2 separate regions of the Danio rerio genome follow, and region 2 is linked to region 1. The links are chromatin contacts, called in public Hi-C maps. All regions are on one chromosome and are shown on one strand. The core of a region is the stretch at or near the end of the contact, and the rest is flanking DNA. Distances in the headings are between cores, read along the strand shown.

Evidence for each region. A called contact is a pair of places that touch in the nucleus more often than the background predicts.
Region 2: a contact with region 1 is called in a Hi-C map of an unstated tissue, with 8 times the contacts expected there. The contact joins the promoter of sccpdhb here to the enhancer-like site in region 1. A contact is called at or near these places in 3 of 18 Hi-C or Micro-C datasets (caudal fin, embryo and an unstated tissue).

The regions. Positions count from the first base shown.
Region 1 is chr20:38,176,286-38,181,534 of GRCz12tu, forward strand. It overlaps ankef1a (ankyrin repeat and EF-hand domain containing 1a), which reads left to right. Exons shown (of 9, transcript NM_001025543.1): 9 at 937-1,089. The coding sequence ends at 1,089. Among named protein-coding and RNA genes, the nearest start is that of ankef1a, 19 kb to the left of the region's middle. Within about 2 kb of position 2,921, at least 7 of the 62 cell types and tissues checked have an H3K27ac peak or open chromatin away from gene starts, as enhancers often do.
Region 2 is chr20:38,273,231-38,278,479 of GRCz12tu, forward strand. sccpdhb (saccharopine dehydrogenase b) reads right to left here and starts at 2,747. Exons shown (of 12, transcript NM_001005574.1): 1 at 2,345-2,747. The coding sequence starts at 2,543. It overlaps LOC110438184 (a long non-coding RNA gene), which reads left to right and starts at 2,329. Exons shown (of 2, transcript XR_002456236.2): 1 at 2,329-2,787. It also overlaps a transcript of cnstb not described here.

The DNA.
Region 1 (5,249 bases), core at 1,671-4,170:
AATATTCTTAATATTATTTGTAAAGGAAACACTGGTCCTATATGTGCCGTGTATATATATCTCAAATCAAGAGTGCATATTTTTATTAAAAACTAATATTGGCAGTTTTTTCTTAAATGTGTGTGCGTGTAAAACAATATAATTTGCACAAAAAATGATAGTTTTTTTCTTTAAAGAAACTCCGTTTAGAGCATCATTATGGACGTTTTACGTTATAACTATCATGGTTCAAATGACAGATCTGTGACAGAGAAACCATGGTTTTAGGAAACACTCGTCACTACATCGTTCTTTTCCCAAACAATGTATCGTACTATTATAGTTCAGCCACGAGTTATGTTGTTGTTGTTTGGGAAACGCACCCCTGGATTGGACTGATTAATTAGTAAAGCATCTCTTTAAATGTAAACAATCACGGTTTGCATTAAAACGTGCAGCAAGAGCTGACCATGCATACTTTTGTGAGTATCTGTTGAAATACATTGATTGTCTTGTTTTACACAGCGGATGCCTTTACTGATCCAACCCAGCACTGACAGTATGCTAACTCTTAAATCCCCGTGCTGGGAAACACCCACACATGCTCATACACTACAGCCAATTTAGTTTATTCAAGTCACCTACACTCCATGTCTTTGGATTGGAAACTCACACAACTACTGAGTAACTATATATTTTATATATAGTAGGCAAAATCTACAAATCTACATATTTTTCTCAGAGTTTTTGGTAGATGTTAATTATTTAATTGCACAATCGTAAAATGTAGTATTCAAAACACTTATATAAAACATTTTTAGAATTATATGTAATCAAATCTATTTTTACACAAACATGTTTTCACACACTGTTAATTAAAAAATGTGATGTGGTTGCAGGTTTGCTTTCAGTGGATTATTATGTCTTTTTTTCTGTGCTACTGTGCTTCTGTTGCAGAACTGGCAAAACCATCTGACCACCAGAGATTTGATGGACAGGATGGCAAGGAGGAGGCAACGTTTCAGTTTTGAGGTGGACTTTGATGACTTTAAGATGCCTTTCAATAAAAACATTCAGAAGAAATCTATGGAGTTTGAGCTCACTGACTAACAGGTGAGCTCTATGTCTTTTCTAAAACTGAAAAAGTGTAGAAATATTGATGAGTGCAAAAGCAAAAACTATTATTTTAAGGGATTTGCACAGACTCCATAGAAGAGAGGTATTACATTGTAGCTTGTGCTTTTACCCAAGTCTCTTTAAGACAAGTCATTTCTTTGAAACACATTGCCATCTTCAAAACGCCTCTTGGGCAGTATGCTCGGGCATTCTGTCTGAATGGGGAAACATCAAATTCTCTAAAACTGTTTGCCAAGCTTACAATTACAATACATATTTGGAATCACTAATAAAGTTAAACAACAACCGTCTCATAAGATTAGTTTTTAAAAGACCAAATCAAACAAAATCGCCATATTTTCAGGTTGCCAACGTTAATGCGCACTCGAAAGTAACAAGATCACGACACCAACCTCACTTATGGCTGTTCTACACATTATCATCCTCTGGATAATGCTTTGTCAGATCGCGCTGCTCTTCTGAAGTAAATCACAACTTTCTCGAGTCTCTTGCAGAAATAAAAGTGACTCTTTGTTTACAAGTTTGTGGGCATTTGAGTAATTGCTGTCATGTGACGTGCATTTACAGACAGGAGGGACTGTACCTCACGTTTGTTTCATACAAATTACACAAACAGAAAACTTTTGTTTTCAAGTGTACTTGGTTAATTTAAAAGTAAAGCTTTATTCAGATATATTTCTTATGTCTGTGAAGCATGTATTCGCTGAAATTCCAGTGGATTTGTTGACCACCAAACTGTCGTAAAAACACACGTCTGGTCCAAACTTCTCCCTCTGATAAACATCAGTCTATAGCGATCGATGATTGGCTCCTGTACTAGTAGGCGGGAATTCATTCACCATATTTGCCACTTTTCCCCATTCAAAACTATACGAGTGACACATCTTGTGTATTCTATAGTCTTTGCTTTTACTATACATTAACAACATGACAGACAATAAGATATACAGTGTGTCTTAAAGGGTAAGTTCACTCAAATGAAATTGTGATGAACTACTAAACCTAGTGTCATTCTAGACTCCTGAGAATGTCATTATTTTAGTGTTATTGATGTTTATGTATTGATATCTATCCTTGATAGTATTCTGATTGAAACTCTGAAGGCATATAATATGTTTTTTCGTATTTTTTGAACTTTAAACGAGTTGGAAAGCTTGCCGTTTTTAGAGGATGAGGGAGCTCTCAGATTTCACAATATTAATTTGTGTTTGTAAGGGAGTTTTGGAACAACATGAGGACAATCAATAGCAGAATTTTCATTTTGGAGTGAACTGAGCCTTTAATACACACACTAATTGGTGGAATATCTGCAGGTTGTCACTGTATGTCACATACACTATCAATTGTGTTGCTTCACTTGCCATTCACAAATCCTCTCTCGTTGCCTACTTTAAATTTGTACATACTACTCAACTCACATACTGTTGATTGCCTTTTAAGTGGTATAAAAGTAGGCATGTTTAGATGCAGGAAGAAAACAGGGACCTTTTCCATTTTATCACCAGGCCCTGGCTATCTTCCAACCTTCCTTACCATAATAAAATCATATTTAGCATTGGGCATCTGTAGTTTTGGTACTTATATACTGTTTGTTTGATGCTGTAGTGACTTAGGGATTATAGCGCACGTCTCACGGCTGTTTCTCTGTCGTCTCAGAGAGGGAGGTACGGTAAGTAAGATTGATTATGCGTTTAGGAGAGGCATGAGATGAGAGCTGCTGCCTACGTGCTGGCATGCAGTTAGTCTCCTCCATGTCTCAGCGTCTGTCGGCTGTGCTGAGTACAGGCCTTTCACCACAGGCAGCGTTGCGCAAAACCCCTCATGTTGTTTATCTCAGAAAACCAAGCTAGCTTTAACTAAAATGGATACAGTAACTACTGATTAGCCAGGTCTGACTTAGTTGTAGTGGAAATGAGTACATTAAAACTGTCTGCTAATGTAAGCCATTTGTATTTTCTCTACTAAGACAGCAATGGCCTTGGAGTAGATTCTAGATTCTTTCTGGTATAAGTAAATGCGCCACTCTTGTATTTTTTTTATCTCGCTGTTGATCTGTTTGGCCAACAGATGGCGCCATAGTGTTTACATTTACAGCGTGTTTTGGATGGTTGTTCTAAGCTCCTTTGGGACTCTTGTGTTACAGCCTCAGCACAGTGCTGCAAAATGGCAGCCAAGACAATTGTGATTGTTTAGAGTTGCATTTTGATCTTTAATTTAGATCACATGTAGTTGAAGTTTTAGTCAGCATATGCATTTATGGATTTTATGCTTTTTGAATCATAGCTGCTGTCTTTCTGATGCATTTTTTTGCTCAAAAATCAATAGTGAAATACCACAATTTAGCAAAAAGCATTCGCACAGCGTTAAAGAAATAAATCTGAGTGCCAAATCAACGTAGAAACACATTTACTGTAACCGCAGCGTCAGTAAATGTCAACACTGGCATCTGAAAAACAGAGATAAGGTGTTTTGTATTTGTACGACGTGGATCTGATTAAAAGCGCCCATGTCTGCTGATACCAGCGTTTACCACAGAATTAGATCGTTAGATTGCTTTGCCTTCAAGCTCTGTTGAGTATGGTTACATAACAAAATAAATGGTCAAAACCAACACTTATAAATCAAGGCTATTGAAATTACTGGCTTTCCACACATCCATCAGATTATGGAGAATTTGTGTCAATTATCAGATACTGTAACTAGCAACGGAGCGATATATATGGATTTTGGTGTTTGCATGTGTGTCTGAATCCAATTTTTGACTATGTTTGATACGGAGGCTGAGGAAGAGAAGATAAAACAACAAAAGAGCAAATGTGAGAGTGGCAGAGAGAGAGAGGGAAATAGGGGTGGCTCAGAGTGCGTCAGAGAGAGAAGGACAGGGCGAATGAAAGTGATAGTGTGAGTGTGAACCCGTTGGTGACATTCTTCACTGTAGATGTGGGAAACACAGAGTAGTGTGGGGTGAGTCAGGGATGGAAATGGTGTGAATATTTAATAAAATCAATGCTCTTGGCTTCAGTACAAACAAGATCTTTTAAGAGGAAAGAGTACACAGATACACATTGTTTTTACATGGGCGTATGTTTGCACATTAATGCGTGCATGTCAATTAATCTCAACTGACATTGTTTTTTATCTTTATACTCAAGAACATTGCTGTGTTTAACAGGATTTTAGAAAAAAAAAAAAAAAAATATATATATATATATATATATATATATATATATATATATGTATATATATATATATATATATATATATATATATTACAGATTTCTTAAACACTAGCTGACAAAGGTCTTGGCCTCTAGATTAAGCTTAGTTTACCTAAATAAAATATCATCATGCCTTGATTATTAATTATTTAATTAGTACTGTAAGGTCTGACTTTGCTTAGAAGTCTTGTCACTTAACAGAAATAATGTACAGTATAGAATATAAAGTCATGGTCCAGTGGAAAAATAATTAATATTGTGTCTGATTCTCATGGAGGACTGCATCCATACATCTCTGCAATGACTCAAATAACTTATTAATAAAGTCATCTGGAATGACAAAGAAGGAGATCAAGATTCTTTAGATTCATCATCAATGCCTCCTCTATCTTACCCCAGACATGCTCAATAATGCTCATGTCTGGCGACTGGGCTGGCCAATCCTGCATCACCTTGACCTTCTTTGCATTCAGGAACTTAATGTGGAGGCTGAAGTATGAGAAGGAGCGCTATCCTGCTGAAGAATTTGCCCTCTCCTATGGATATTATCATAATGGGCAGCACAAAAGTCCTGATACCTCAGACTGTTGAAGTTGCCATCAACTCTACAGATCTCTCACACGCCCCCATACTGAATGTAACCCCAAACCATGATGTTTTTTTCACAAAACTTGACTGATTTCTACGAGAATCTTAGGTCCATGCGGGTTCTTAGGATCTTAGGTCTTTTTGCAGTATTTGTGATGATTGGGATGCAGTTCAACAGAGGATTCATCGGGAAAATTTACCTTCTACCACTTTTCCAAACGATCAACCTAAAGTCAAGCTATTATTTATTGCTCTTACAACTGGGATTGACGACAAGACTTTTTTCAGGTAGCATACAGTTGGTCAGAATTATTAGCCCATCTTTCA
Region 2 (5,249 bases), core at 1,497-3,996, 97 kb after region 1:
GAGGATTGAATTGCCCAAACATTATGCCTTTAATCAACAATATTCTCAATCCCTGTAATCCCATCAGATAATCTCAACTGACAAAATCCTCTGAAGCTCATCTAATACCATGAACTGACTGTTTCATGTCTGCTCATAATAACAGTATGGATATATTAGTGTACACTTAATACAAGTTATGACCCATCTTAAATAACATATGTACATAGTAATTCTGTTTGGCCTAGTAATGAAGTACTGTGGTGTAGCATTGCATTAAAGTAAAAATGTAGTCTTGCCTTATCGTCACCTTAGAATTATAAGGTTCTTTCTGACTTCTTTGTCAAAATTGAGTTATTGACATATTCGTATTAAATAACAACTAATTTACATTATGGGATTTCTACATGATGTTTTCTCATAAGTTTTTACCATTTTAAGACTTTTTATTGAAAAAACAGATGTTACACATACTGTTTGCTATGGAATGCAAAACCTTTAAAGTTCAATATCTCAAAATCATTCAGAATGCAGATAGAACCCTACAATTCCAATATATATGCATTATTTAAAGCTTATTTAAATTTCTAATACATGTAAAACTCAATTAAATACAGAAGTTAAAATGGGGGTGACGCGGTGGCACAGTAGGTAGTACTGTCGCCTCACAGCAAGAAGGCTGCTGGTTCGAGCCTCGGCTGGGTTAGTTGGCATTTCTGTGTGGAGTTTGCATGTTCTCCCCGTGTTCCGTGGGTTTCCTCAGAGTGTTTCGTTTTCCCCCACAAGTTTAAAGACATATGGTACAGGTGAATTGGGTAAGCTAAAAAATTGTCTGTAGTGTGTGTGTGTGTGTGTGTGTGTGTGTGTGTGTGTGTGTGTGTGTGTGTGTGTGTGTTTGTTTGTTTCCCAATGATGGGTTGCAGCTGGAAGGGCATCCGCTGTGTAAAACATGCTGGATAAGTTGGCGGTTCATTCCGCTGTGACGACCACAGATGAATAAAGGAACTAAGCCGCAAAGAAAATTAATGAAATGGTATCTCAGAAAACTTTATTTAAACATTAAATCATTTTAAAAAGTTGTATTATTTAAATATTTTTGATAATAAAATAATGTACAGTAATATAATAAAAGTATAGTAAAGCTCAATGAGATACCATTTATTTTATATATATTACATTTTGTGTTTTATCTTTATTTAGATTAGGGGAGAGTGGAGACAGTTGCAACACTCCTTGCATTTCCTCCAGTTAATCAGATTTTTCTGGAATCTCAAAAATTTAATATAATAAACCCACATCTCTTGGACACCCACTCCCATTGCTATAATATGTGTACATATGATAATATATGCAGAATTTAAACTTAAACAGACAAAGTCAAACATTGCAACTGACCCCGAGCAGTAGGACAGTTGCAACAACCCACAGGGACAGTTGCAACACTCATTGAAATGTAATAATTCTTTTTTAAAACATCAGGTTGAATTTTTTATTTACTAAATGTAAATGATTTAAAACGTCAAATTGGCCATATAAACACAGATTATTAAAATAACATGCAACAACCAATTATCAGGCATAGAAACACTCAAACTCTACACTGAACCTTTACTAGACTACTTCTTTGAACTTTGAAATGCGTTAGTTAATCAAGGAAATCATTTTTTTAAATTAAATTACATTAAAACTGTGATAAAATATAATATGTACATTGTTATGGCAAACTTTAAAAATTTATTTTGTAATTGAGGACCCAATTGTCAACCCTGATTAAACTGTCTATGCTGAGATACAATAGCTTTAATGCTTGATAGCTATTCCTATTTAAAGCTAAGAAAACAGTGACTTAAATTACACAAATGAATAATGTTTCAAAAAAAACAGTTTAGACAGTTTAAGAAATTTTCTGAACATATATATATATATATATATATATATATATATATATATATATATATATATATATATATATATATATTTTTTTTTTTTTTTTTTTTTTTTTTTTACCTAAAATTAGTTTTATACTAAAGGAATGGTCACATTAAGCTGATTTCAGGAGGGTCTGAGGATTGAAGAATATGTAGTAGTTATGAACATCATCACTAGCTCATTCCTGAATGGAGGAATAAGTCTTGTTGCAACTGCCCCCACTCTCCACTACTATATGCTGTAGCTATATATTGAATGTGTTTTTTTTTTTTTAATCCTTACTTATATGTACAAAACTGATGTTTTGTGGCACTAATTTTAAACACAGTAAGCCTTTTTGTCCTATTCAATTCGTTAATGTTTTAAATTGTTATGGACACTGAGTAAGCTGATAAGTTCCTGTCAAACGCAAATGTAAACAGTGTGAAAGACGTACTCAGAGCGTCAGCTGCCTGACTGAGGGTTTTTTCCAGTCGGTGTCGACTTCGTCCCGCTACAGCCCACTGTAAAGTCCCGCCTGGACCCTCTTCAATGATCCGCGCGACCTCCTCCACCACGAACTGTCCGGTGAAGCCGCTCGCCCCGAAAACTATGAGGTGATACGGTCTCTTGCTGGACGTTTTGAGCGCCGCCATTGTGTCTGAGATCCGAGTGACGTGACGAGGTTGGGACGATCACTTCTGCTGCACCTCCAGGGTCAGTCACTGCAGTATCAGTGCAGAAATACTGCTGAAGACAGTTTTTGATCAGATTGTGTTTCTGATAAACTGCAGATCGGCCATCAACCGTTTGTGGTGCAAAATCCAGGAACTGACACACGTTGAAGTAGAGCGACATCTTGCGCTGGAAAGACGATATTACAGATAATGATGCAAGCAGGTGGATACTCAGATATTGTGACCACATATTTTAACAATGTAACATATTTTATACATAAAAGTACGGAAAAAAATATTTAAATTCACCTGACCAAACAATAAACGCCGGTTGAATGTCAATTAATAAAATAGCTTCCTTTTATTAAATTAAATCAGTAAAATGCTGTCAACTTAAAAGTTAGACTGAATGTTTCTATTTATTTACATTTATTTTAAAATATTAATATTATTATTTTTAATACAAGTTACTTCATATGCATTCATCTGATTTAACCACAACAGCACTAACCTTCCCACATAAAAAACACTATAGTAATTTGTAGAAAACAGTTTGGTTTTTGTAATGTTTGTGCTTTATTGAACCATATTATTGTAAAGTACTTGAACTAAATGTTGTGGTAATTCTATAATTGCTATGATAATATAATAAAATCTAATATAACATAAATATAATACAATATAGGTAATAGACAAATTACATAATAATGTACAGTAAGTTTTGTACAATTATATATATCAATATATATATATATATATATATATATATATATATATATATATATATATATATATATATATATATATATATATATATTTATATATATATATATATATATATATATATATATATATATATATATATATATATATATATATATATATATATATATATATATAGCTGAAGTCAGAATTATTAGCCCCCCTGTTTATTTTTTCCCCAATTTCTGTTTAATGGAGAGCAGATTTTTTTTATACATTTTATCATAATAGTTTTAATAACTCATTTCTTATAACTGATTTATTTTATCTTTCCCATGATGACAGTAAATAACATTTTACTAGATATGTTTCAAGACACTTCTATACAGCTTAAAGTGACTTTTAAAGGCTTAACTAGGTTAAATAGGTAAACAAGGCAGGTTAGGGTAATTAGGCAAGTTATTGTATAATGATGGTTTGTTCTGTAGACAGTCGATAAAAAATACTATATAAAATGAATCAGAAAAAAATTAAAACTGCTTTTATTCTAGCCGAAATAATACAAGACTTTCTCCAGAAGAAAAAATATTAGCAGACATAATGTGAAAATTTCCTTGCTCTGTTAAACATCATTTTAAAAAGAAACAAAATTCAAAGGGGGGCTAATAATTCTGACTTCCACTGTATTAGGGTAGCAACATAGATAATATTGCATGTGAAACAGCCACTAAAATACTCACACATTTGTGGAACAGGAGGGACTATTTTATTTTAATAGTCTGTGGAGTTCTTTATGGTTGCAAAACTGTGTAGAATTCGCACCTTTTATTGTAGCCTATTGCACATTTCTAACGCTTCAGTTCAAATGCACATCTAAATCGGTTCATTTCTGTTCCTCTTAATATGATTTAGTAGCTACAACAATCCTGGCAATCTTTAAAAGAATTCCCAAAGTAAAATTTTAACTTACTTTGGATTGTTACCTGATAGGACTGATTAAAAAACAATAGATGAAAACCCCAAAATAGCAACAGGAAACATTGAAACTATTTTTTGACCACTTCATATAACCTAATTTTGTTGGCAAACATGCTCTTTTGTAACAAATTTCATTAGGTATAATTTGTACAGTTATTTTAATGTATTTTTGTTGGCCAGTTATCTACAAAATAAACAAAAGGAATAAATAAATATTAGGTGAAGTGACATGCAAATAATACTTTTTGGCCTTGAAGGAATTATGAATTAAATTTAAGTAGGCCTATTATAATATAAAATATAGCATAATTTGATTTATGTTATGACTTATAGTATTCAAATACTACTTGGTATGGCAAGGTAGCTGGTATAGTATCGTAAGATTATTAATGGTATCGCGACAACCCTATATATATATATATATATATATATATATATATATATATATATATATACTAAATTACATCACAGTTTACTGCAAGTATTTTACATGATTTATTACAGTTTATCAGTTAATACTACAGTATGCTGATGCATTTATCTACAAAGAGTTATAGACTAGAATAGATACAATATAATATACTTTACTATAATGTGGTTCTAAAACACTATAACTCATTTACTGTAAATTATTATATAATTTTTTCATGTGGGTTGATTTCGTGAGTGCACAAATAAAATAACTCTAAATTACTTTTAATTATATAATAAACTTTTTCACAAGAGTTCATTCCTTAAAACTGAATTAGTCTGATTTAAAAAAAATATAACAGTCAGCTTTCTGTTCATAATGACACTTCCATATTCAATGTGTTTTTAGACTTTTATGGCATGTTTTTGTGATGATTCACATTTTGGAAAAAACTAATTAAACATTGTGAATTAACTATACACCTATTTCAAGCATTGTTCATTTAGCATTGCGGTAATGGTTGTTAAATGATCAAGAAGGAGCACTGTGTGGCAATTCCATTTCATTTCGGGTCATTTTCCTTTCATACAGAG